Linked DNA regions of Mus musculus: all the other regions are linked to region 6. The links are chromatin contacts, called in public HiChIP or PLAC-seq and Micro-C maps. All regions are on one chromosome and are shown on one strand. The core of a region is the stretch at or near the end of the contact, and the rest is flanking DNA. Distances in the headings are between cores, read along the strand shown.

Evidence for each region. Hi-C and Micro-C count contacts between places; a contact is called where the count stands out from the background. HiChIP or PLAC-seq counts read pairs in DNA pulled down with a chosen protein or histone mark.
Region 1: an H3K4me3 HiChIP or PLAC-seq map of embryonic forebrain shows a contact between it and region 6, with 11 times the contacts expected there. The contact joins the enhancer-like site here to the promoter of Ntn1 in region 6. A contact is called at or near these places in 13 of 39 promoter capture datasets (the 3T3-L1 cell line, the C10 cell line, the HPC-7 cell line and 10 more), 8 of 484 Hi-C or Micro-C datasets (Kupffer cells, bladder smooth muscle, cumulus cells and 5 more), 33 of 115 datasets of contacts at active chromatin or transcription factors (bone marrow-derived dendritic cells, bone marrow-derived macrophages, cardiomyocytes and 21 more) and 4 of 9 other capture datasets (adipose tissue, liver, macrophages and 1 more).
Region 2: an H3K27ac HiChIP or PLAC-seq map of stem cell-derived neural progenitor cells shows a contact between it and region 6, with 6 times the contacts expected there. The contact joins the enhancer-like site here to the promoter of Ntn1 in region 6. A contact is called at or near these places in 14 of 39 promoter capture datasets (the C10 cell line, the HPC-7 cell line, HPC-7-derived erythroid cells and 9 more), 1 of 484 Hi-C or Micro-C datasets (nephron progenitors), 17 of 115 datasets of contacts at active chromatin or transcription factors (SST interneurons, cardiomyocytes, craniofacial prominence and 12 more) and 3 of 9 other capture datasets (adipose tissue, macrophages and pancreatic islet).
Region 3: a Micro-C map of embryonic stem cells shows a contact between it and region 6, with 2.3 times the contacts expected there. The contact joins the promoter of Myh10 here to the promoter of Ntn1 in region 6. A contact is called at or near these places in 1 of 39 promoter capture datasets (neural stem cells), 3 of 484 Hi-C or Micro-C datasets (cardiomyocytes and embryonic stem cells) and 1 of 115 datasets of contacts at active chromatin or transcription factors (embryonic stem cells).
Region 4: an H3K4me3 HiChIP or PLAC-seq map of forebrain shows a contact between it and region 6, with 5 times the contacts expected there. The contact joins the promoter of Stx8 here to the promoter of Ntn1 in region 6. A contact is called at or near these places in 15 of 39 promoter capture datasets (the 3T3-L1 cell line, the C10 cell line, the HPC-7 cell line and 12 more), 1 of 15 datasets of contacts at CTCF or cohesin (the NIH/3T3 cell line), 2 of 484 Hi-C or Micro-C datasets (bone marrow-derived macrophages and embryonic stem cells), 20 of 115 datasets of contacts at active chromatin or transcription factors (the 230-238 cell line, bone marrow-derived macrophages, cardiomyocytes and 14 more) and 3 of 9 other capture datasets (adipose tissue, liver and macrophages).
Region 5: an HNF4G HiChIP or PLAC-seq map of pancreatic cancer cells shows a contact between it and region 6. The contact joins the promoter of Usp43 here to the promoter of Ntn1 in region 6. A contact is called at or near these places in 11 of 39 promoter capture datasets (the C10 cell line, HPC-7-derived erythroid cells, cranial neural crest and 6 more), 5 of 484 Hi-C or Micro-C datasets (embryonic stem cells and nephron progenitors), 14 of 115 datasets of contacts at active chromatin or transcription factors (embryonic basal ganglia, embryonic forebrain, embryonic midbrain and 6 more) and 3 of 9 other capture datasets (adipose tissue, liver and macrophages).
Region 7: a contact with region 6 is called in an H3K27ac HiChIP or PLAC-seq map of heart atrium, with 20 times the contacts expected there. The contact joins the enhancer-like site here to the promoter of Ntn1 in region 6. A contact is called at or near these places in 11 of 39 promoter capture datasets (the C10 cell line, the HPC-7 cell line, cranial neural crest and 8 more), 1 of 15 datasets of contacts at CTCF or cohesin (the NIH/3T3 cell line), 2 of 484 Hi-C or Micro-C datasets (bone marrow-derived macrophages and embryonic fibroblasts), 22 of 115 datasets of contacts at active chromatin or transcription factors (SST interneurons, bone marrow-derived macrophages, cardiomyocytes and 15 more) and 4 of 9 other capture datasets (adipose tissue, liver, macrophages and 1 more).

Annotation. Positions count from the first base shown.
Region 1 is chr11:67,997,712-68,001,405 of GRCm38.p6, reverse strand. The region is part of intron 4 of Stx8 (syntaxin 8); the gene reads right to left. Among named protein-coding and RNA genes, the nearest start is that of Stx8, 33 kb to the right of the region's middle. Within about 2 kb of position 2,390, at least 4 of the 459 cell types and tissues checked have an H3K27ac peak or open chromatin away from gene starts, as enhancers often do.
Region 2 is chr11:68,048,821-68,052,563 of GRCm38.p6, reverse strand. The region is part of intron 6 of Stx8 (syntaxin 8); the gene reads right to left. Among named protein-coding and RNA genes, the nearest start is that of Stx8, 84 kb to the right of the region's middle. Within about 2 kb of position 1,608, at least 25 of the 459 cell types and tissues checked have an H3K27ac peak or open chromatin away from gene starts, as enhancers often do. A contact at or near this core is called in adipose tissue, neural progenitor cells and stem cell-derived neural progenitor cells, where this site is marked.
Region 3 is chr11:68,689,747-68,693,585 of GRCm38.p6, reverse strand. It overlaps Myh10 (myosin, heavy polypeptide 10, non-muscle), which reads right to left and starts at 1,671. Exons shown (of 41, transcript NM_175260.2): 1 at 1,404-1,671.
Region 4 is chr11:67,964,821-67,968,350 of GRCm38.p6, reverse strand. It overlaps Stx8 (syntaxin 8), which reads right to left and starts at 1,893. Exons shown (of 8, transcript NM_018768.3): 1 at 1,834-1,893. The coding sequence starts at 1,850. It overlaps Cfap52 (cilia and flagella associated protein 52), which reads left to right and starts at 2,709. Exons shown (of 14, transcript NM_027963.2): 1 at 2,709-2,829. The coding sequence starts at 2,760.
Region 5 is chr11:67,920,384-67,924,308 of GRCm38.p6, reverse strand. It overlaps Usp43 (ubiquitin specific peptidase 43), which reads left to right and starts at 2,156. Exons shown (of 15, transcript NM_173754.4): 1 at 2,156-2,764. The coding sequence starts at 2,261.
Region 6 is chr11:68,384,833-68,388,450 of GRCm38.p6, reverse strand. Ntn1 (netrin 1) reads left to right here and starts at 1,625. Exons shown (of 7, transcript NM_008744.2): 1 at 1,625-1,841; 2 at 2,267-3,348. The coding sequence starts at 2,331.
Region 7 is chr11:68,017,431-68,020,859 of GRCm38.p6, reverse strand. All of the region lies in intron 5 of Stx8 (syntaxin 8), which reads right to left. Among named protein-coding and RNA genes, the nearest start is that of Stx8, 53 kb to the right of the region's middle. Within about 2 kb of position 1,514, at least 23 of the 459 cell types and tissues checked have an H3K27ac peak or open chromatin away from gene starts, as enhancers often do. A contact at or near this core is called in heart atrium, where this site is marked.

The sequences.
Region 1 (3,694 bases), core at 1,141-3,640, 390 kb after region 6:
ATAAAAAAATAAATTATAGAGACATGTACATATAAGTCTGTTTTCAGAATGATATATTTATAGCAACATACTTACAAGTATAAATAACAGTAAGTATGATCAAGAAAATGCCAACATTACAAGTGGTGACTTTAGGAGCATGGCATCTGGGAAAGGAGAGGCGATATATGTTGGCACCGTACATGAGCATAAGCATGGATCTTTTTTTTTTTTTTTTTTTTGGTTTTTCGAGACAGGGTTTCTCTGTATAGCCCTGGCTGTCCTGGAACTCACTTTATAGACCAGGCTGGCCTCAAACTCAGAAATCTGCCTGCCTCTGCCTCCCAAGTGCTGGGATTAAAGGCGTGCGCCACCACGCCTGGCGGATCATTATTTTAAATCCAAGTAGAGAGCCAAGTGTGGGAGTCCTTCTCTAATCTCAGGACTGCTGAGGTAGAGGCAGGAGGATCACAGGATCCAGCTCAGTTGGGCTGTACAGTGAGAGCCCCACTCAACTGCCCCCAAAATAAAAAGGAAAGGAAAGTCATTTCCCTGCAAGGAGGGAGGGAAGGAAAGAGAGAAAAGATGACAGGAAACAAAGAACTATAAAATATGACATGGTATCCCATTAACATGCAAAATCTGAAGTTTGGCATATCAGCTAAAAAAGCACATTTTAAAAAGTTAAGTGGCAACCTATGTGGAAACTATTAGAAAGACACATTGAAAACATCTCTTTGATTTTAAAGCCAAGAGCAGAGTAAAAGAACCAGGCCTGGCAACACACATGGGTAACCCAGCAACACACTTGTAACCCAGCAACATGCATGGGTAACCCAGGGCTTGGGAGGAAGAGGCAGGTGGGTGAGGGATTCATGGTTATCTGTGGTTGTTAAGACCAACCTGGGCTACTTGAGACTTTGGAAAGAGGTCAAAGAGGAACACGGAGAAAAGGAAGAAAGGAAAATGAGTGGGAAAAGGAGGAGTAGAAAAAGTGGGTGTGTGCCAATTTTCCCAAGGGGAAAAACAATGGATGAAAAAAATACCTAAGTTTTTTAAAAGGAAAGGAAAAGAAAGGGGGGGGGAGAGAGAGAGGAGGAGGAGGAGGAGGAGGAGGAGGAGGAGGAGGAGGAGGAGGAGGAGGAGGAGGAGGAGGAGAAGGAGAAGGAGAAGGAGAAGGAGAAGGAGAAGGAGAAGGAGAAGGAGAAGGAGAAGGAGAAGGAGAAGGAGAAGGAGAAGGAGAAGGAGAAGGAGAAGGAGAAGGAGAAGGAGAAGGAGAAGGAGAAGAAGAAGAAGAAGAAGAAGAAGAAGAAGAAGAAGAAGAAGAAGAAGAAGAAGCAGCAGCAGCAGCAAGCAGACCAGGCTGGGGAGAGTCTGGAGCCCATGAAGGGAGACATGAAAGAGACAGACAGGTCTGCAATCCACAGACAGGGGAAAGGCTAAAGAGAGAACTGAACGGCAGCAGGAATTCTTTCCTAGCATTTAGGAAAAAGCACAATTAATTTCCACGTTCTCTCCTTGCTCTCAGGGAAGGAAAGCGCCCATGAGTCAAAACCTGGCCAAGAAGTTGGGTGTTTTCTCTTCTGCTGACTTATGTCCCCACCTTGTGGTCTGCTCAGGACACAGCTTTTCTGCTTACATGTGAGTTAAGGGTATATACATGAATCTGTGTGTGTGTGTGTTTATACACACATTTAATTCAAGCAGAACATGTAAAATGAAAGGGCACAGTACACAAGTCAAAGATACTGCAGTGAAGATCCTCAGTTAGCGGCTACCAGGGCAAAACCAGTCGCATCCAAATCCTCTAAGGACTGAGTGAGAGTATGTGGGGCAGTACACACTGACCTGCATGTGGATCGGAGCACAGCGCCCAGCAGTCAGTTCTCCCTCCATCTTGTTAGAGCAGGATCTCTCACTTCTCAGAGGCCTGCAAGCCTCCAGGAGATTCTCCCATCCCCACCTCCCGTCCCGCTGGACTTGAGCCTTGAGATTACAGATGTGCAAGACCACATCTGGCTTTTTACCTGGGTTCTGAGGATCAGTCTTGGGTCATCAGGCTTGCATGGCAAGCGCTCTTACTCGATGAGCAGTCTCTCTGGCCCAGAAGCCCGGCTGTTCCATTCTGTTCACTTCCTCTTCCAAAAGGAACCACTTACTTTCATGATTCATAACACTATAAATTTCACCTCTATAGGAATGGCAGCATACATGTGTAACTCCAGTGTCTGGCTTATGTCACTCAGCATGTTTGTGCGAGCCATCCACAGTGTGCTGTGCACCTGTAGACTGTTCATCTGTATTGGCTGTGTAATATCAATGTCTGAATATACTATTAGTCTACAGAGTTCCCTGGGCTCTTTCCAACGGGAACTTTTAAGAACAGCCCTGCTATAAACATTCTTTCTGAGTCTGTGGAACAGTTCCATTTGAGTGGGTGTGCAGCTTCTAAAGAGACTGTACTTATGCAATCTCACCAGTAGTATATGAGAATTCCAGCAAATCCCAGAAACATCCGGTTTGCCCGGCAAGGTAGCCGAGCTGCTCTGGTAGGTATGGCGGTGTAGCATCCTGGTTACAGTCTGACTTTTCTGATAACTGACTAAAGCCAACACCTTTGTATACAATCATCACACACCATCTCCTTTGTGAAGTCCAGGGTTAAATCCTCTGCTGTTGTCTTTCTAATGTCGTCTGCCTTCAGGCTCTTTATTTATGGTTGAAATATTTTCCATATCAGATGAATACCCAGAACATACTGATCTCCACTCTAGTTTGTCTTTACTGTTTGTAGTCTTTGGAAGACAGATTTTGATGGAGTCCATTTCTTCATGTGTTTATTTCCTTTGTGTTTAGTGACTTGGATGGCCTAAAAAATCTTTGCCTGTACCACAATTGTGAAGACCTTGGGATTTCTACTAAATGTTCATGTGACCTTTCATGTTTAGGTCCACAGGTCCCTTTGGATCGGTGGAAACGGAGGCTTCGAGACTCCTTTCTTCCCTGTGTGGACATCAGTTGATCTAATGCTACACCTGTTATGCCACCTCTGTGACCAGTCGGGTGACGACATGAGTGTGGGACTGGTCCTAAACACCCTATTCTGTCTCCTGGTTCACTTGCCTCTCCTTGTGCAACACCACAATGCAGCCTTAGCCCAGCTGCTGCACTGCTGTGTCTTCTTGTCAATGCTGCCTTGGTACTGCTTGGCTCTTCACACTGTCGGTCATAGAAACTGTGGTAGAAGCCAGATTATCAACTGACCACACAGAAGCCAAAATTCATAAGGGAACTGTAAGTGGGTTAGTTCTGGATCTACAACCCCGTCTAAAGGAAGCAGACATCTTAACCACGCTGGGCGTTCCAATCGCTGGGTTTTCCTTGGTTCCTCTACATGATGTTTCATGGTATTCCGTGTGAAGTTTTTATTAGGTTTATGCCCACATATTTCATGTGTGTGTGTGTGTGTGTGTGTGTGTGTGTGTGTGTGTTGCCTACATGTATATCTGTAAACTGTGAGCCTAGTGCCTATAGAGGTCAGAAGAGGACATCATATCTTCTTGAACTGTAGTTACAAACAGTTGTGAGCTGCCATGTGGGTGCTTAGAGTTGAACCCAGATTCTTTGAAAGAGCAGCCAGTGCTCTCAATCTCTGAGCCACCTCACCAGCTCCAATTTCACATTATGTTAATAAACATTGCTGCAGGGCAGATAA
Region 2 (3,743 bases), core at 359-2,858, 340 kb after region 6:
TAACATTTTTGAAGAATAAATTTAAAATGTTATTTTTAAAAAGAGCTAATTGGGACTAGAAAGAATTACTTGGGTGCCTGAAAATATCCGAGCAGGGGTGGCCATTAATGTTAAAGAAGATAATAAGCCTTCTGTAGTATGTCCTTGCACACCACCCTCAGAGAGAGGCTTGAAGACTAGAAGGTTGTATATCACACTTAAGAGGGCAACATCAGAATTCTTGAGTTGAGACTATCTGTGTTTGGGGCTAACTCATTAACTTAGTTACTGAAGCAGCTTAGAGCTTTGAGTTCTTTTCTCTGTGCCAGAATGGAATCAAACATCAAATTACTCGTCCATCAGAAATCATCTCCTACTTTGTGTAAGTAGAGAGCATTAAAAAGAAAGGATCACACACAGTTCCCATCCCAAGGGATCGTCAAATGTGGCCACAGAGTTTAGTCTCCTCTGGGTTCACAAAGTTTGCTTTTGGAAGGGTCCATTAGGTTCATCTATGAACCTTCCACGGTCACAGGGGCCCAGCTGAGTAGCAGTGTAAGGCCCAAATAACTTCCTTCTTCCAGACTCATCTGTGTCCTCTCTACTGGTTCCTCCCTGGGTCTAGAGAGTTGTGCTCTCTAAGGAGAAACAAGGAACTTATCTACCATAAAAGACAAAAACATCTATGTTCTTTATATTGTTCTACTAAATGACAACCGAGCAATCTGTTTACCCAGCGGGCCATCTGGTTAACCAACAGCTGTGGTTTCTAACTCTCCACCAAACACACACTTTTCTTTGGGAACTTCCAAGTTTTCCACTTTGCTATCATCTACTTCTGTTGGCCTGGATTCACCCCTACCCTGCAGGTACCATGGCTTACTGGGCACAGGAAGTTCTCCCTAGTCATCTACTTTCTGTCTGCCTACCTCTGTTACTTCCCACTTCTACCAAATCCAAGTCTGGCTACTGACCATGCTTGCTGGGTTATCCAAGCCCCACTCTGCCACAGTGAACTACAAGAAAAACCTTCAGTGTTGGCAGCTGGCGAGAGCGCCAGTCAGTGCTCCCTGTAGCAATGACTTGGTAGAAACGTGAGTCACTCAGCAGCATGGGCCCTTCGCTCTGTGGCCCACAATGATCATGATAAGCCTCAGGCAAAGATGACTATATTTTCACAGCACTGCCTTCAACTGGAGCAGAGAGAAGTCAACTAGCATCCTGAACTCTGAACTCCAGAATCAGAGTCTTTCTATATTTACCTAAGAACTTCCCAGGAACGGAGCATCTAGCATCATGAGCACATCATCTTTGCTGAAGAAAAACAGATGTTTACTCTGTTAGGTATGTGTGCATATTCATACTACCTATACCCCCCCCACCCCCCCCATGGCTTTTTGATAACTTCCTGGCTTCTCAAAACAATTTTTTGTAGGATACTGGCTGTGAATCTTTGTGTGGACAGTTCAATAGCTGGTTGTGTAAAGAGAGACGGGTCTTTTGTCTTTACCCCCAAAAGAACTGAAACAGACTCTTTCTTTCAAAAGTTGGCAGAGATATGTGGCAGAGGGGCCCAGCTCGTTTGTAGAGGCAAACACGTTGCTGTCCAGCACAGATTGATCACCGGCTGGGAGGCAAGTCATTCCAACGTCGGTTCACAGAACACTGGCTCTTCGCTGCTCCGCTGACCACCAGTGACAGATTGATGTGGGGTTCCTTAGCAGAGAAGCTGGCTCACGTAGAGGGCCCGGGAAGCTAAGCAGGTTGCAAGTGTATTATACATGCTCTCTCTGCCTAGAAAAACAAAGCGTCCCACCTTTCTGACCTGCACTTGGAGAACCCTTCGGGACTGAGTTTGCTTTGTGGCTTAGAAGACGGCTTACAGCTTTCCTGAACAACATAAAAAATGAATGCGTATTGGCACTTCCCAAAGAAAGCCAAAATCCACAAAGAGAATGACGAAGGAACTTCTCTTCCCCCTTCTCCCACTGAGAGTGAGAAAGGAAAGACATGATATTTCACGTCAGTGCCGCAGAGTTTGTTTTGTAAAAACAAATGAAGAGGTGCAGCTTGTCACACCATTTGTAGCTAGACGGTCCTGGATCTCACAAAAGGACATGTGCTGGGTGTCCTTCAGAATGTGGAGCATGGTAATGACCCACAAGGCCAAGAACACAGAAGTGCTATGCAAGGAGCTGAGGCATAATTGCTTGTTGAAGGAAACTGATGTATAAGGTGTGAATTTGAAAAGCCTGTAATATGTTTGACTTTGCATAAATTTGAGATATTAAAATTTTCAAAAGGTTGTACTTTATCTTCTTTTTTTTTTAACAGAACACTTTTCAAACACCCTGGCCGACTTTTTAAAGAATGATGATAGTTTAAATATGCTGCTATTTATCTCGATCCCTGATCCAGCACTTCTTTCCCATTGTGTTCTAATACAGGATATTTGAACTACAGCCATTTAGCATAAGAAAGAAGAATAGCTGCTCAGGGTCAGGGACAATCTTACCCTCCATTCTTGGTGTCACCAAGCCCAGAAGAGAGTTGGCCACATAATAGATTCTCACTAAATATTTGCTGACTGACCATTCATTAGAAGCCAACTTAGCAACGCCATGACTTGCTGTTGGAGTCTAGCGGCAGGGTTGGTGAGATGATCTCATGAGCGTTTTCCCCACACATTTCTGGCACTGCCACCTGGACAACAGTTGAAACCATGAATGCAAAGGAAAGCTGAACAGCAAGAAGAGATTCCGCCCATGGGATCCATTTTTTCAAGGCTTGTAGGAGGGGAAGCAAACTACTGTTTTCCTTGTCATGGGAGCGCTGTGTGGGTTACTGTCCACCAAGCGAGAAAGGGATAGATATGGAGTGGTTAATGATGAGGGAAGCAACAGGCTTTTGGCAGCAGTACAAAGCCAGGGAATTTCTCAGTTTCCAGAGAGCAGCATGCGCTTTGTGGTGGAAAGGTCCTGAGCAGGAGCCAGAGCCACCCGGAGAAGAATGACTGGGCAGCATGCTTCACCCACCGCCAGTGGTGAGATGGGACACGGGAGGTTCCGGGTAGCAGCTGAGCTGGTGTGCTTTGTAACAATATACTCGGGGAGCAGGCCTGTTACACTGAGTGAACTACGCTACGTGTTAGCATTTTAATAGGTAATTAATCTTGATTTGATAGGGTTTAAGATTTCTATTTCTTGGCACATATGCTCAAGCTATTATGTTATAAATCTCAGGCATTTCAGCGAATGTCATTCTGGTCCCCACTGCATACAGCACGACCAATGAAATATTCAAGGTCAAGAACTCGGATTCTTTACCCAGTATATTCAGGAAAACCAATTTATTGTCCTGTCTCGGAAAAGAGAAGTGATTTCTTTGGGACCTATATCATATTGGCAGTCAATCTAGAAAACTTCTAATTACTTGCCAGCAAAGGAGGTTTGGAAAGTGCATTAATCTGTCTCTGAATATTAAACACATACTCTACAGCTAGTAGTATGACAAAATTTGGGTCTCAGCATTTACATTACTTTATAAGAATTGAGTGTGTGTGTTCTTGTTGCTATGCTTCACTGCCACTGAAGATTTTTGAACATAAAAGCAAAAGTGTAAGTCTGCACTAGTGTGTGAAATATGGAAGGAAAGATTTGAAGTAGGTTGTTTTGTTTGTTTGTTGTTTGTTTTTAGATAGCTTTCTAAGGATGAAGCCCTGGCTAGCCTCAAGTTCACTATGGAGACCAGGCTAGCCTTGAACT
Region 3 (3,839 bases), core at 422-2,921, 310 kb before region 6:
CAGAGTCAGATACTATCAGGAATAATTAAACCTCACCCAAACCATCCTTAGTTTCAATGTTTGAAAAAAATAAAATCAAAATCTTAGCATAGCTAAAGTATTATATTTAGTATTATTTTATTCAGCAAAAACAGCAGTCTTTGTTCCATCCGCAGTCTGGATCTACTCCGCCTGCTTTTCCCTTACCCCACCCCAATCTACCCCACCCCCTTCCATCCACCGCAGTGATCTTGAAGAGAGCTGCAGAGGCCCCAAGAAACAAGAGATAACGGTCGTAGGCAGAGACCCCGTTACCCAAACCTCACCAGTTCAGGTCAGACGCACCGACTGGCCACCTCCTAAGGCCCCAGTTCCCAGAGAGGCCTGACTGGGGGCCTCTCGGGTCCCTGGGCCGCATCCGCCCACCAAAGGCCCACAAAGCCCCGCCAACGCCAAGGACTCCACAGCTTCAACTTCCCTCCGACCCAAATCCACTTCGATTTTATAGGATCAGAGTATGACACCCTAACTACAGAAGGCTAGGGAGAGATTCTGCGGCGAGCCATTACCAGATCACTTACACAATAAAGCGATCCAGAGGCGACGGCTGACCCTCCCCCCGGCCGCTCCGCTACAACGCGCCCGGGCCACATTTCCCGCCTCGTTCTCCCCAACGGCCCAGGCCTCGCCCGGTGTCCACCTCCCGGTCCACCACGGTCCCCAGCGAGCGTGGCATGAGGTCTAGCTCCAGCCCTCCTTCCCGAGACCAGCTCTGGAGCCTCTCATCCGTCGCATGCTCCCAAGACCATGCAGTTTCAGGCCACTGGTCCCTAAACCGCACAGATCCAGGGTCCGCCTTCTGAGTCTTCGGAGAACCTTTCAGTCGCACCCGGGGAAATCTAACTCCACCTAACCCACGGTGCAACCCACCCAGGGTCCCCTTTCCTTCCTGGGCCCCCAGCACCAAGATCACATCCCAGGACTCAGTCCTCTCCTAAAAGGAGATAGACACGCCGGGCGCCTCCGGCCTCTTATTAGGGCACTCACCTCCCAACCCCACGCTTCCAGGGATCCAATGCAACCAGGAGTTGGTCCCTACATCCCCATCCCCAGATCTCCATTCTCATCCCTTTCAAGAGTCGTCCTCACGTATGACCTGGCCCTGATCCATGAAGAGGTCTCATTCTCAAGGACCCCATTTCCCACCCCTCCAGGGGTCTCTTCATCTCCATACACTGGGGTCTCGTCATCTCCACAAGCTCCGCTCTCCACTGCCCAGTCTCCCTTTCCCAGCTCCCGCCTGGGCTCCGTCTCTGTGCTCCAGGCTCGCCCAGTTCCCCAGCCCCGGTTCCTCCCCTCCTGTTCCCTCAACCGTCCCCACTCCCGGAACGCCGCACTCGGACCCGGGCAACTGCTCGTCTCACCTTCAGCCGAAGATGGTGGCGCCGGCACACGTCCCCAGCAGCGACCACAGATCCAGCGTCTCAATTCCAAACCCACCGCTGCCTCCGCCGGGCTCCTTTAGCACTGCTGCTCGCGCCTGCCCCACCCACTCCCACCCTCATTGGGCCATCTCCACGCCCATCACTGCCGCCCCCAGACCCACTGGTCGGTTTGCGCGCCCATCTCCCAGGAAAGACGTTAGCAACCCGAACGAAGCTACCTTCCCAAGTCCCGCTCCCTCCACCCACCTGGAATGATGCTCATTGGCTCCCGCTCCCGACCTAGACCCACAGACTCCCAATCTCATAGGCTGCTACTCACGCCTGTCAGAGACTCCGGGAGGTGCGGCCGGGGCAGTGGCGGGTGATTGGCTGACTCTGGAGGGAGATGGACAGCTGAAACTAGGAGCCTGGCGATCCCGCGAGGCAGAGATCGCCGATCTTGTTGGGGTGTGCGCGCTGCGCTAGTCAGGGCTGGGTGGACAGTGGGGCAGGTGTACCGCAGCACAAGTCACCAGCTCCCACTGGTCACGTCTCTCTATTGCGTCGGGCCGCCGCTGCAACCCACTCGAGCGTTCTGCGGCCCGTAGGCTTGCCGCAGCCACTGGGTCCCTCAGCGGGACCGGCTTTCGCCGAGGAATCGCCAGCTCCCGGAGCTGCCTGCAGGGGCGGGGCCGGAGCGCGGTCCTGAGGCCTGACGTCACCCTGGAGCTTCAGTGGGTGGGAGCCGCTGCTTGCGGCTCACCTGCAGTGGGGGAGGGGAGCCTCTCGGGCTGGGCGCTAAAGCTCTGTCCTGACCGGGCTGCAACCCTGTGGCGGCCGGAGTCCCCCCTTACTGATGCTTCCTTCCTCTCGTGACCCGCCGCAGTTGGATGTTTGCTTGCTCTGCCTCTTAGGCAGGGCTGAGATTCCAAAAATACGAGAAGCAAACGGGCCTGGCAGAGAAGACCAGAGAGCGACTTCATTTGTTCACTCACTCATTCATTCCAGCTCTCTATGGAAGAGGAACTGGGTAGGGCTTGCAGGATTCCTGTGCTGTTGTCATAGCCCCTAGGGCTAAAGAACCAGTGGTTCAAGTGCCTTAGAAAGGTTCATGGACCTCAGGTGGGAGTGGGCTTCCAAAATAAGGAAACTGGAAAATTGAAGTTAAAAAAAAAATGTAATGAAATGTCTGCAGAATCTAGTCAACTCTTAATTATACATGTATAAATATAATAAAGTAAAAAAATCACAAGAGCCAAATGGATTATTGTTCTTATAAAAAGATAAATATAAAATACTTTATTTTAAAACTGCCTCAGGATTTTATGTATTTAGTATTGTATATATGTGTGTGTTTTAATGGATACTTTGTAAATGCCTGAGAAACTTCTAGACTGATTTTTTTTTTTAAAGTGAGAAAAAAAATGAAAACAAGGCAGGAAGTGATAAGAAAGGGTTGGTGGAATTCAGAGAAATCTCCAAGGCAGCTGAATGCAGAGCCCTTCCGGGGGAAGTGAGAATTCTTTGTCCTTTGTCCAGGTGCATCTGGTCTCCAACCCCACATGCCCACTAGGGTGGCTGCCCCCTTCCAGGTGTCTTGTGACTTTGGCACTACATGAAGAGTTCTATCCTTGTGAAGTCTACCGAGGAAGTATAAGTTAGTATAACGTGTCAATGATAGCCCTCTTATAAACGTTTCCGGATTTAGAAAAGACTCAGCCATCTCAAAGGCATGACTCTAAGCTTTGTTACCCAATGAAGTCATTTCTAAATGCTATATTCCATGCTCAGAGCATCCATACAAACGGCTCAAATAAGCCATCAGATCCGTGGTTTCTCATAATTTGAAACCTCATAATTTTACAACAAACTCAGGGGACCATTAGAGAGAGAGAACAAGAAGTTCACCAGAACTAAAACTCACACGGACATTTGTCTTGATGAGAACTCAATAGCAAACTGTCCCCAAGCGCATTTCTAGCTCTGGGGTCTCTTCCAGGTTTTCATCCGCCAGTTATCTCCCATCCAAGTACCCATCGGGCCTGGTCCCACTTTTCTTCTGGGATCAAACAGGATCTGCAGAGTAAAATGTCCATACATGTCTGCCTGGATGGGAGGAGAATTAAAAGAGTAACAGGCTCCAAGTCTCTCTCCTGCCCACCCATGCTTCAGCCCGCCACTTAAGAGTTCTTCCTAAGTTCCCTTGATCTGCCTCTTTGCTTCCTTCTTCTCCCTCATCTTCACACGTAGCCCCACCCCAACCCCCAGTCTCCCGCCATCCATGCCCCCACAGGCTTCTCCAATTCTAGCCCTCACCAGAACAAAGGGAACATAGGGTTTAGAATCAGGCTCTGAATGCAGCTCTGCCACTATACCTACAAACTCTATATACTGTATATTAATATTTGACAAATTATCTCCTCTCTAAAAGGAAGC
Region 4 (3,530 bases), core at 644-3,143, 420 kb after region 6:
GCTTCCCCACACTTTACTTACTGCCTCCATGCAATAAGTAAATAATCTATGAAGACAGGAGCTTCAGTCCAGCTCTGTGACGGCACATCAAACATGTAAAACCCCGTAACTAAATCCTGTTGCTTAGGAACGGGACCTAACTTAAGTGCCTCTAGAGCTGGGGAAAGGAGAGATGACTGATGAGAGAGGCACTCGTACGGGCTGGGCCACAAGAGGACAATTTGGGCCGACTCTAAACAAGACTAAAGCAGATTTCCCTATGGGAAGGAGGAGCCGAGTCTAAGCACTGTGGAAGGCACATGGCATAAGCAAAGATGAAAGAAGAAAGCATGCCTGGCACGTTCTGCCACGCGGTGGTCCTGGGAGGAAGGTATAGTGCAAGCAGGACAGATGAGCAGAAGTCAATTCTCTGCACAGCGTGGCACGGGGGTCTAATGAGATCAGACTTACGGGAGAATTTTACCCAAGACACTGAAGCATTTCAACTCTTTTACTGTTAGTCTTAACTGTTTGACTCAGCGGCTTTCTCGTTTGCCAGCTGAAAGCTTTCTGGTCTTGCTGGGGACCAAACCCAGGGTGTCTTGCGTGTGCTAAACAATCGTTCTACAACCGGGCTAAAATTTGAAATAAGTTATGTACACTCAGATGATGCACTGATACACATTAAAAATCATGTTTTTAAGACTACCTTTTAAGGACATGGAGAAATGCTCCCTCCCTGCTTTGTAAAATACAAGCAGGATATAGATCCAAACAATAAATGCATTGGAAAAAAAGGTGAGCACTGATTGCTTCCGAGGGATAGGGGTGCTTTTTACTCCCTTCAGATACTCAGCAGTCTCTCAATTTTCTACCAGGGGTGTATACAATAGTTAAAACTTTAGGACAAAATTCAGCACTTGGCTGGGCTTGGTAGCAGAGCCACCATTTTGGAGACTGAAGCAAAAGGGTCAGGGATTCAAGATCAACTTGGGCTCCCCGAGACACTGAAAAACAAACCAACAACAAACAATTCAGCAACTGGCCCAAATAGCCTAGATCCCAGATAACTCTAATTCTGACCTTGGGATCCACTCTCTTAATATTCAAATTTATCTGCCATCAAACAACTACAAATTGTACCGGAAACACCACCATAAGGCATATTCTCCAACACAAACTTTATAGGAATGCAGTGTTATAAATTATTCATCAGGAAGGTCAGGACTTTATAGCAATTTGTTCCTTGTACAAAGATGTTTTTCATCATTCTCTCCTTGGGGTCTCTTTGCTGAATAAATGGACCTTATCAGGCACTTCCTACTTCGTGCTGACATAAGTCTTCATGCTACTGATGCAGGAAAAGTGCAAAATTTCCCCTCCCAATGTCCTACAAGTTTTCTGTGAAAAGCCCATAGCACCCGTGCCCAACTAGCTACTAACTGGTGACCATGGAGTGTGAACTTCAGTTTATAACCTTTCTGGGGATTACTGGGTGAAGGGATACCCCACCAAAAGGTTATTTTGACCTCACTTTTACAGGAGCCTGGGGAAGTCTATGCATGCAGTCAGCCACAAGCATGATGGGCAAGAAGCCCCAGAAAAGGGGGGCAAATATTCGATTGCTCAAGTCCCAGCTCCCCCAGGTCATAGCCTACCCTAGGACCACAGAGTTAGCACCGAGTAGGCAGTACGTGGCTGAGTCCCCTCAACAGGGGGAGGATTCTCGCTGATCTTCATCCCTAAGGCCGCCAGCCTCAAGCTCAAAGATGGGCAGGGTCTCTGCCAGTCCCTGGAAGCCAGTTCCACCCCCAAGTTAATCCCCATACTCTGCTGCCATCACCGGCAACTCACCAGGGGTCCGGGGCCATGGTGCAGTCTCCGCCCGCAGCTGGGACACTTCCTGCTCGTAGCAGCTGACTACGGCGGCCCGTGCGGCTCATTCCCCGCAGTTCGGAGAGTGCGCGACCCGAGCCCAGAGTTTGCAAAGTGAAACCTGTTTTAATTGACCTCAGAACGACGTCCCCGCTACCCAGAGCGCACCCCTAAGGGAGTGGGTAGCAAGAATCTATTTTTGTTAATTCACATGAATTGCTGGACGCAAGAAAAATAGTTAAATTGTTGAGCAGAATCAAAACATTTTCCCAGGGAATGGAAACGCGTCAACCCCGGCTCTCTGTATTTTTCTTCTTAATTCAAAACAGCAAGACAAGCTGGGTGTGATAACTCAAGCCTGGAATTCCAGCACTTGGATGGCTGAGGCAGGAAATATACATACAGGCAACATATGTACCATACATGCATGAATACATACATACATACATACATACATAAAAATAGTTGCATACTGTACTAAAACGTTTTTAGTGATTTTTTTAAATTTTTCTTTTAAAAAGAAGTATCAATGCCATGTTTTTTATAGCAACCTATTCATCATAGGCAATTCTCTGTGCTCAATTATTCTGTGTTCAATTATTTTTAATAATCATCACGAGGGGCTTAATTGTATAGTTTTTAAAAAGTCACAGACCTGTACACGGGAGAGGAGGAAATTTACCTTGTGCACTTAGCGTCAACCTACCACCTACATTTCCAGAATGGATAAAATACATACTAAGGAAGTCCTCCCAACATTTGCAAGAGGGGAAATCAACTCAAACACAGTGGGCTGGGTTTCTGCTCCTGCATGAACCTAGCACGCATGCGTGCGCCAGTTACCATGACGACCAGGAGACGCTGCACCCTGGAGTTGAAGAATCAATGAGCTGAAACTCTCCAGGATGGAAGAACAAGTTTTACCCGAGCTGGATGTAGCAGAACTGGAGCTTCAGGCTGTGATCGGCTTCAATGGTGAGACCTTGAGCAACCATGATTTGATGCCTCAGGGACAGTGAGACGCTGACCTGGTAGCGCCTGAGAGGCAGTGGGAATAGCGGCAAGAGTGTGGCCAGGCACCACCCGCCCCAGGATGGTGGCAGATCTGGGCCTCATTCCTGAGCCTCAGGAACTGGCATGGGTGTAAGAGCTCAGATAAAGCTCCTCCAGAGACCAAATGAGCCTAACTCGGTAGGAGTATGAATAAGGGTCTTTCCCAAAGTAAGAACTCAAAGGTTTAAGACCAGGATAGAAGGGAAGTAGGACATTAAGGGAGAAACCTTTTTAATTCTGGAGGGGCCTTCTTGTGGTGCTCACACTTTATTTGTGACTGTCGTGGTAAATATTGAGAGAGAAATGCTGTGATTGGGGGTCGTGTTTGGCGTGTAGCGAAAAGGCAAGGAGTTAAATTTTAGGGGGAAAATTGATTTTTTAAAACGAATGTAGTGCCTGAAAGCTTTACCGTTGAAAGGATGCGGTGCGGAACGATTACAGAGTAAATAAAGGTTTAAGCGCTCCTGGCATTAACTCTTGAGTCTTCGTTGCTCTGTGCTGCTTTAATTGAAAGCCAGCGTTTTCTGTATCTGAGCCAACACTGTCTGTAGAGATGGACAAATATTACCGATAAGAAGTGATCCCTGGAGAACTGCAAAAAAATATTCTGGTGAGCCGGTCAG
Region 5 (3,925 bases), core at 907-3,406, 460 kb after region 6:
CGTGATGGCGCCACTCAGACTTAGACTGAGTCTTTACCAACTTATTAATCCTCTCAAGAGTCACCCTCCCAGTCTCATCCAGAGGTATGCTTCAATCGCTTGCTGATTTTTAAAATATTTATTAATTTCTTAGTGTGTGTCCATTATAGCACACAGATAAAAGCCCAAAGACAATCGGGGTAGTCAGCTCTCTCTCTGCATCTTGTGGTTCACAGAGATCAAACTCAGGTCGTCAGGTAGCCAATACCTTTACCTGCTCTATTATAGCCCAAAGTCCCTCTGAAATATATATATGCAAATGTATGAGTGCACTATCATATGTTCACCTGTTCTCCAGAAGGGGGCATCAGATCCCTTTATAGATGGTTGTGAGCCACCATGTGGTTGCTGGGACTTGAACTCTGGACCTCTGGAAGAGCAGTTTAACCTAACTGCTGAGCCATCGCTCCAGTTCCCCCACCCCCAACCAGGTGATTCTTTTTTTTTTTTTTTTTTTTTTTGGATTTTTTGGTTTTTCGAGACAGGGTCATCAGGTGATTCTTAATTTGATCGAATCGACAATCAAAAATTAGCCTTTACAGCAAGCTCATAAACCAACTCTAGCTCCAGTTTTCGACTTTGCCAAGTAAGAATAGATTTCTGCTCAGACATTTATTGTGAGTCGTGAGACACACACCCAGGATTCCAGCACTCAGGAGGCTAAGGTTGAGAATGAGAGTTCCAGACAAACCTGAGCAACATAAGTGTGATGGACTCCCTCCTTCTTACCAACAACCTCCTAGCAAAACAAAAGCAACAGCCGCTCCCGAAACTGTTACCAAATGAAAACTCCCTGCTGGGGATCTTGACATGATCTCAAAGGTGAAATACCGGAGATGATTTATCAGAGTCTGCTATGACCACGGCACCTTCAGTACATCCGGGTCATGAAATGAACCTTATAAATTTATCAACTAGGTGGATGTCTTTCCCAGGAAGGTAAATGGTGGCTTTTTACACTTCAAGTCTCCACATTACAGTTTCTTCTTTATCCTTAACTTATGCAACTTTTTGGCACCAGGTAACTGCTGCAATTCTATGTGAAGATCGAGGAGGGATACTTAATAAATGATGAGCACTTATTATTAAATAGCAAGTCACATTTTTGGGTTCTGATGTAAGTCTGACTCCAGAAAGCTGCTGATCTCTTTTTGAGCTACAAACTGATGAGAAATTCATTTTGCAAGACCTTGCCTGATTAATTATAAACCTGACAGTTAAGGCATAAAAGGAGCAGAGGCCTCCAGGGTTACCCAGGGAATTAAGGGCGGGGCGAGGCCAAACTAATTCTGATTGGGTAAGGATACAGCCAGGCTTTAGCGTGGAGGAGCGAAGCAGCAACCGAGTAGGGGGCGCGCCTGAGAACCGGAAAACTTCCTGCCAAGCAAATACTGGGGTTGTAAAGAGCCTGAACTCTGCAGTGCACCCAGGGAGGGTCGAATTCCGGTTCCTCTCTTTTCACAGCCTCAACCTCGCTGAGCTCCCTTCACCAATGAAAACCAGGACGTTCAAGTCTCCCAAGTTTAAGGAAAATGAATGTAACCTATTGTGTTATTTAAAAAAACAAAACAAAACAGCAAGAAAAAGAAAACAAACTCCCAACCCACTAGCATTCCCACTCCCAGTTCAGGTCCTGGGGTGACCGGTGTAGGCAAAGGCTGCAAAGGAGGTGGCGCCACCTGACCGCATGCACCTGAGCCTGGGCTCCCCACCTGCACAGCTGCCAGCGCGCGCCTCTCGGGACACCTGGGCACGAACAGGGGCACCGCTCGCCGGTCAATTTTCTTAGTCTTCATCTGGCTTCCACGACCAGAAACTTAGCCAGAGCCAGGGCTTTGCTTCGCTGGGCGCTTCAGAAGGTTCCATCCCCGGGTTAGCTACGCTGTTTAGGGATGGGCGGGGAAGGCGAGCCGAGGTGAAAGGCCTGTTCCAAGGCGGGAAGGAAGGGCGGGGAAGTCCACTAGGCGGGCTCAGAGGGAGTGCATTCCCAGCTCCAGCCGCGGGGGCGGGAGCCCGGCGGCGGGCGCTGCCCTAGGGCCGGATTCCCGCGTGGGGCGTGGCGTGGCGGCCCCGCCCCTGGCTCCGCCCTCGCCCGGTGTCCGCACACCTGGCTCTCAGGTAGCCGGCGCCCGGCGCCTCCGGGAGGCGGTGAGGACCGGGAAGCTGCCGGCCCGCCTGGGGTCTCGGGGGCTGCGCTCCCGGACCACCGTGCGTGGCCAGCATGGATCCGGGCGTGGGGAACGCACTGGGAGAGGGGCCGCCCGCGCCCCGGCCCCGCCGCCGCCGTTCCCTTCGCCGCCTGCTTAACCGCTTCCTGCTAGCTCTGGGCAGCCGCTCCCGCTCGGGGGACTCGCCGCCCCGGCCCCCGGCCCAGCCCAGTCCCTACGATGGCGATGGAGAAGGGGGCTTTGCCTGCGCCCCGGGCCCGGCACCAGCCTCTGCCGGGAGTCCAGGGCCAGATCGTCCTCCGGGATCCCAACCCCAGATATCTTCGGGTGACGGGGCGCGTCCGCCCGGCGCTCAGGGCTTGAAGAACCATGGCAACACCTGTTTCATGAACGCGGTGGTGCAGTGTCTCAGCAACACCGACCTGCTGGCCGAGTTCCTAGCGCTGGGGCGCTACCGGGCGGCGCCGGGCCGCGCCGAGGTCACCGAGCAGCTGGCGGCGCTGGTGCGCGCGCTCTGGACGCGCGAATACACGCCCCAACTTTCCGCAGAGTTCAAGGTAGGCAGCGCCAGCCGCCCGCAGACTCCTCCGACCCTTCTGGTTTCGGCTCTTGAAAAGCGTGTGAACCATCAGCCAAGCCTGGTTCTTGGGCGGGGAGTAGGGGGTAGGTCTTCGGTAGACACTACTTAACCAGCCCAGCCTTGGGTTACCGCCTTTGTTTCGAGGTGACATGTTACATTATCATTTGCAAATGCTTTCTTTAGAAATTAGTTTCTTCCTGGTATTTTGGGCTGGGGTGGAGAAAGCTGGCAGCCTTAAGTGTGTCCAGCAGTTTTGTGGTTAAAAGCAGTTGTTGGAGTGGGACTTGCCGGCCAGGGTGAGTTAGAGCTTAGGATCTAGAAGGATGCAGCATGGGAAGCAGGTCCTTGAAGGCCAAGCTTTGGGAAGGAGGAGATAGAAGCGTGAGGAACAGAAAGCCGAGAAGGAACGGATCTAGGAATAATCCAGGTAGAGTGATCAATAAGTAGAAAGGGCAGAGGCCTGAAAGTGAAGCGTTTTGAAGGCAGGTGAAGGTCTTCAGATCGTGTATGACCTTGGACGCAGTGGCTTTGGATTATTTAAGTCCAGTGGGTGCTGAGAACCCGTGGGTCAGGTATTCTCAAAAGTAGGGAGAGGGAGTCGTTAAGAGTGCTATAGTAGAATGGTATCCTTTAATTTAATTCATACTAAGTCCTGACAGTATGTGAGCAGGAAGTGGCATTTGTTATCTGTAAGATTACAGTCCCCTTGCTGGGAATGCTTCGGGGTCATGAGAAGGCGTTAAAGTACAAATGTGGAGTCCCAGTCGGATGATGAAAGTGTTCCAGATAATTGATGCATAGGGTTTGCATCCTGCTGCAAAACCGCAGCTCTGGGCAGAAAGCTGAAGCACCCCCACGGACTAGTGATTGTTATTGAGGGTGAATATGACTGTCGGTGTTCATTCTGCAAACATACATGGTTCTTAAGTTTCAGCCTGAGAAAGCAGTCTTTGTCCCGTTATCTGCAAGGATGCTAACAACTGCCTTCCTCTCTGACCTCTGACCCTGAAGGAGCACAGTAGTCACACAGATGTCTTTATTATCACTTTTGGGCCACATTTGCTGTTCAGATATGATCATCAGTGTAGTATAGTGGTCAAGAGCAAGGTCTTTTGGGCAGTGACTCATTGCTTGACAA
Region 6 (3,618 bases), core at 376-2,875:
GAACAAGCTGGGCCAGCCCATCCCCGAGGCCCTTTCTTAGGTTCTCAGAGTCTATGAAAGTGGAAGGAACAGAATGAGGCGGGCTGAAGCAAGGAAGCCCTTGGGCCAGAATCAGGAGTGGAGTTTTTCTGTCTGAGTCTGTTATTGAATCACATTCTAAATGAGAAAGAAACTTAACAGTAACTAGTTTCAAGCTCGCAGCTGGATAGATTCTCACCTCTGAACTCTGGCTGTAGCTGCAAGACAGCCAAAGGTTACCATTCTTGTTCACAGTCCTTTTGTTAAGGCAACAGAGAACCAGGCCAGAGGCTGGGTGGCCCGAGGACACCCCAGGAGACTGTAATTGCGCGAGGTTATCCATTAGACAAACGTGGTGAGAGAGCTCATGTTTCTTTGAGATGGGGTATGTTCCCCATGCTGGCCTTGAACTCCTGGGCTTAAGATAGCTCTCAAGCCTTCGGCCTCCAGAGTAGCTGAAGTGGCAAAAGCACACCACCCACAGGAGAACACCACTGCCTCAGGCCAGGAGCCCAGATTACTGTATCCAAATTATATATATATACACACACATACATACACACACACACACACACACACACACACACACACACACACACACATATAAGTAGCCAGAAATTTGGGAAAGTTATCCCTAGCCTCTGAAGCCTCCACACCCTTAGTTGAAGAGTAGAGTCAATTGGTACTATGCAAAGCTATTGTGGGAATCTCCCTAGGGATATTAAAAAAAAAAAAGGATCTAGGAGCTGCCAAGTCAGCTTCAGGGGACCCTGGGAGAACTGAACTGGCCCCATCTCTGAAGTTCAGGATAGACCTGAGTAGGCCACTATCCAGGTGCGTCCGAGCTTCTTGGCCTTTAGCCTCGAATCACCACAGCTTCCAGGCCTAAAAGAAAATTGGCAGTGACAACTCTGTGAGGTTTAGGCGCTGCCTCTTGTTGCCCCCCACCCCATCCCCTAGAGCCTAGGGGCAGAAAGTTCACATCCCTTTCCAGTTCCCCTTCCTCACGCCTCTGGGGCCGAGTGCCCATAGGGGCAAGGCCCTGAGCGTAGTGCCACCGGGGCCACCAGTCTGGGTTGGAGGAAGGCTGGACCTCTGCGAAGAAAAGAAAACAAACACAGATGTGTTTGGCTGGGACCGGGAGGGAGAAAGCCGTTCTCGCCCCCACCCCACCCCCACAGGGTGCGCGCCGGCCCTGCCCCCTCTCCGGGGTTTCCCCGGGCGCTCCTCTTGCTTTCTCTTTGTCTCTGCTGTTCTTTCTCCGGCTCCCAGGTTCCCACCCGCTCGCTCTCGCCCTCTGGAGCATCCCGGGCCCGTTGGCTTTAACTTTCTTCTTCCCGGGGTTAAAACTTTGCTCGTGAGCGGGCGGCTGCTTGCCGACGTTACTGGCCGGCGCCCCGCCCGGCGGCCCCGCCTCCGCGCTCCCCTCCGCCCCCCACTCCTAGCGCGAGTGGTGGCGGCGGCGGCAGCGGCAGCGGCAGCGGCGGGCGGCGGCAGAGCCTTCGGGGGCGTGCGTGCGTGTGTGAGTGCGCGCCAGCGAGCGTGAGTGTGTGTGTGTGTGTGCGCCCCGGGCGGGCAGGGCAGCACTCGGACCGCGGCGGGAGTCGGCGGCCGCGTCGTCACTCGGGAGGAAGAGGCGGCGGCGGTGGCGGCCGGGGCCGGGGCTGGGGCAGCGGCGGCCGCGCCGGGCATGGAGCTGGCAAGCCCGCGTTGAGACAGGACGCTCTTGCTAGCCGCCAGCGAGAGGCTCTCTGCAGTCCGGCGCGCGGGCTCCCCGGCTTGGGCCAGGCAAACTTTTCTTTCTCTTTTGCCATCACTTAGAGGTAAAGTCTCCTACGCGGAATCCCCAGCGGGGACGCGATTGGGGAGGGGGCATTTATAAAGGAAGGACCCCAGGTGGCAAGAGAAAAGGACGCTGAGCCCGTGCGTGGTTGGGGGATCTGGAGCCCTGCTGCGCCTGAGGCTTAAGGGAGCAAGGAGAATGGGCATAGCTGCGGATGGGCAGATGGGCGCGGGCTTGCTCTTCGGTTGGCCGGGAGGCTGGGGAAGCCGGGAGGAAGGGGCGCGGGCGGTTCAGGTTTGGAAGCCCCTGCGCTCGGGGTCCCCCGGACTTTGGGGGAGGGAAGTGGGCAGTCTCGGGGTTGGTACCCCGGGGAGCGGGGCACTTGCCCGCCACTCCACCGAGGGCTGTTGGGCGCGGGGCGGGCTGGCTGCTGGCTGGCTGAGCGCGGCTCCCCTCTCTCCGCAGGCGCCTGGTGCGGCGGGCGAACCGACTCCTTGGCGCGGCGGGGCCGGGGCAAGCTGGCCACAGCATGATGCGCGCTGTGTGGGAGGCGCTGGCGGCGCTGGCGGCGGTGGCGTGCCTGGTGGGCGCGGTGCGCGGCGGGCCCGGGCTTAGCATGTTCGCCGGCCAGGCGGCGCAGCCTGATCCTTGCTCGGATGAGAATGGACACCCGCGCCGCTGCATCCCGGACTTTGTCAACGCGGCCTTCGGCAAGGACGTGCGCGTGTCCAGCACCTGCGGCCGGCCCCCGGCGCGCTACTGCGTGGTGAGCGAGCGTGGTGAAGAGCGGCTGCGCTCCTGTCACCTCTGCAACTCTTCGGATCCCAAGAAAGCGCACCCGCCCGCCTTCCTCACCGACCTCAATAACCCGCACAACCTGACGTGCTGGCAGTCCGAGAACTACCTGCAGTTCCCGCACAACGTGACGCTCACTCTGTCGCTCGGCAAGAAGTTTGAGGTGACCTATGTGAGCCTGCAATTCTGCTCGCCGCGGCCAGAGTCCATGGCCATCTACAAGTCCATGGACTACGGGCGCACGTGGGTGCCCTTCCAGTTCTATTCCACGCAGTGCCGCAAAATGTACAACCGGCCGCACCGCGCGCCTATCACCAAACAGAACGAGCAGGAGGCCGTGTGCACCGACTCGCACACCGACATGCGCCCGCTCTCTGGCGGGCTGATCGCTTTCAGCACGCTGGACGGGCGGCCCTCGGCGCACGACTTCGACAACTCGCCGGTGCTGCAGGACTGGGTCACGGCCACCGACATCCGCGTGGCTTTCAGCCGCCTGCACACGTTCGGCGACGAGAACGAAGACGACTCGGAGCTGGCGCGCGACTCCTATTACTATGCAGTGTCTGACCTGCAGGTTGGCGGCCGCTGCAAGTGCAACGGCCACGCGGCGCGTTGCGTGCGCGACCGAGACGACAGTCTGGTGTGTGACTGTAGGCACAACACGGCCGGCCCTGAATGCGACCGTTGCAAGCCCTTCCACTACGACCGGCCCTGGCAGCGCGCCACGGCCCGCGAGGCCAACGAGTGCGTGGGTGAGTGGGGCGCCGTGGCGCCGCGGGCGGTGGGTGGAGACGCGGTGGGGCGGGGGGAGCTCCTGGACCTTGCAGCGGCGGGTTCTCCCGAGCGACGGAGCCAGGAGTCCGAGCATCGCGGGATAGTGGGTTTCGGAGACCTTACAGTTGCTTCGGGACGTGCGTTCCGAGACGTATGGGACCTGGGAGGGGTGAGATCAGAGCCATCTGCCCGCTCTGCCGACACCCGGTGTTGCATCCTTTCACCCACTTCGAAACCAAGAGGCGGCT
Region 7 (3,429 bases), core at 265-2,764, 370 kb after region 6:
TTTCAAGTTAATATAAATATGTATACACACACACACACACACACACACACACACACACATATACATACACACATGCAGAGGGAGATCTCTCCAGGCAACTGACACTATCCAACATATAACAAGAGTGGCACTGGTGGCGTTACTAGAACAACAATTTAAATACTTAACACCACAGACTGAAATGATTTCCTGATAAATTCATTGCTCAAATATGAAACAGAAATTTTATTAAATTTGGCTACAGTGACAGTTAACCCTCTAGTATATAATACAAACAGAACATGTATAAATCAATAGTAACTGGGCACGCATGCACACAGGCACACACGTGTTGGAGTCAGAGGATATCTTATAAAGTTGGTTCTCTCTGGCACAAGGCTACCTGAAGTGGGAGGGGCCTGAAGCTCCTGAGCACTATGTGGTATATGGGAAATAAGCTCAAGGCCTTGACAGAAATCTTTGAGACTTCAATCTACCCACTCTTACTAGGTCTAGGAAACATATATAAGAACATATGCAGCTAAGCAATAATGCTTCTACAAGACTCTTCCCTAATACATGTCCCTTGTGCTGGAAATCAACTTACTGCCTCTCGGTGTATCTTTTGACTACTCTGAAACTTTTTCTGGAGCCCTTGGCTCTTTTTCCTCTGCATAAGGTGTAATGCTTAAAACTGATTATCAACCTCATAGATTCTTCTAGAATCATCTAGAAGACAAGCCTCTGTCAGGCCTAGACAAGATTACCTTGCTTAGTTTACGCAAAGTTGGAGGCTCTCACCCTTAACGTGGGCCTGGGTCGCAGACTGTGTAAGAAGGGACGATCCTTGGCCATGAGGCATGAGCACCACGAGGCATGAGCACCGTGAGGCCCTGAGCAATATGAGGCCATGAGCGCCGTGAGGCTCTGAGCATGGTGAGCACCGTGAGGCGGTGAGCACGGTGAGGCCGTGAGCACTGTGAGCACTGTGAGCACCGTGAGCACCGTGAGCACCGTGAGTACGGTGAAGCCAGGTGCTTCAGGCGCCACAGGAGTTTCCCTCCAACTGTGAAGTGGAGCAAACCCCTTCTCTCTTCAGTTGCTTTTGCCATGGTAAGTTGCTTTTATCACAGCTACAGAAAATGTAACTAAGACACTTCCTGGCCCCAGCCTTCTCCCTTGTGTGTGTCTCTCCCTCAGGAAGAAGGCGATGCCTGTTTCTGTTTTGGAGTCCAGGTCCTGAAAAAGGAAGCCAGGTTGGTTCATGCAAAGCACAGGCTCTCCCACTGCACCACACACCCAGCTCCTACTCTTCCTCTTACAGCCTCCTTCAGTATTCAAAGCTTAATCCGAGACCTGTTCCTCTGAAGCTCAGTGGACCCCAGATCAGGGGCTCCTCCCTACACCCCCCTCCCTCGGTGCCTGAAAAGCGAGCACCAGTGAGGTGCTTTATCATGAGGGTTTACCCTGGCACACTAAGAAGCAGCGTCACTGACAGGAACTAAAATGCAGCTCCACGTTTGCATTTGTGAAATGACTGCGTCACGCAATGGCTTATCTAGGGAAGCAGAAGCACAGAGTCTCGCTCGGAGCTCGCCAGCATCTACTTACAGTTTTGTATCACTCTTTTTTACAGAATTAAATCACTATACTTAGCTCTTTGATTCGCCTGGAATTTATTTAAACTTAAGGTGTGAGGCAAGGACCTCTTGGTGACACTTTTTGACACAGCGTACTTTTTAAAGGCTATAAACAGCCTGCTGTGTCCAGGGAGCACTCTAAGGCACAATTTTACAGCAAAATCACTTTATAATGAGGTCCTCTTGGTCCTTAGTAGCAGCCTCCTGGATGGCCTCCAAGATAAATCTATCATCAAACTCGCACTGCAGAGGGACGTCTATGCTACAGCAAAAGTCCAAAGGCACCCAAGGAGTAATCCATAGGTGGACTGAGGGTCAGTGCCCTGTGAAATGATGGGAAAATGGATGAAAGCGGAAAGCAACTGCCTCTAAGGCTGTCAGCTAGGAAAAGACACTGAAGTGCTGACACTGTTTTTCATTCAGTCGGAATACAAATTGTTAGTAAAAAATAGCTACGCTCACCTTTTCTCCCAAGTTCGTCGTCTCCTAAAGTTCTCCCTAGTGCATATCAGGAAGGAGAGGAGAAACTCCCCTAGTCCTGTGATTGCCATCAACTAGAGCACCTCCTCACTGTGTAACTCTGGGATAATCAACTGTCATCCCACAGTCCAGACGCCAAAGCTGCTGGGCAGCTCAAAATGATCATGTCAATCACCCAAGCTCCTCTGAGCTATAAACAGACATTTCTAAGAGGCAATGGTTTCACCATTTAGTAATAATCAAAATAAAAGGCTGCTTCCAACAAAAATAAGCCAGGACTCACTGCAGACGATCGACTTACAAACAGCAGAGGTGGGACATTGTAACAGCTCATTCTCCATAATCCACCGCATTCTGTCACACGGGCCAAGGCTGAAGGCCGTGGTGCTGTGTCACAATGGGATGCTTGCAACATACCAGACCCTGAGTCGTTCTTCAACTTTACAGCGGTGTAGATTTTAAGACTGGATCACCGTGGAAAAAGGAAAGCATGTACATGCACATGCATGTGCATACATATACACTCAGACACATACACACACACACACACACACCAACACATCCAAGCTGTCCAGGTTTTAATCCTTGGAACCTGCAGCTATGCTACTTTCCATGGAGAAGGCAACCTTGCAGATGTGGTGAAGATGAAGGCGTATGATAGGAGATGAGGCTGCGGAATCTAGGTGGACCCAATACAATTCTATTAGCTCTGAGAAACAGAGGTTGCCCAGCCTGTCAGAGGGAGCCATGACAGAGGGTTAAAGAGATGCAGTTGCTGGCGTTGAAGACGGAGCTATGAGTCAAGGAAATGGGGATCTTCTAGAAGCCGCACAAGGCAATGGGACAGATTCTGCCCTTGGACCTCCAGAAAGGAAAGCAGCCAGCTGACACCTTGATCTGAGCCCCTGGAGACCCAAACTGAACTTCTGCCCTTCAAACTGTAGCGATGTGAGTAATGCACTATATGTGTGCTAATTTATTGTGGGAGCACTAAGACGATCATTTCTGAGGGTCCCCGTGGAGCCATTAGGTGTGGAGATACTTCCTATTTTAGACATTCAGGAAAACCATCCTCTAAATAAGAATCACTCAACTGTGGGAGGACAGTTTGGTGGTGGTAGATAAAAAACAAAGGGAGAGTCATCAGAAAGTATTATGCCAAAAATAACAAGCCCAATTCTAAGCAAGCCACTAAATCCTACCAATTTACAGAAAATATCTAGGTCACAGAATATGCTGAACAACATATGGGAAATGCACTGCAAGAACTAGCTAAGGGGAAACTACAGAGTAAACAATCCTGTTTAACAAAGAAAGTGCACAGGAAAAT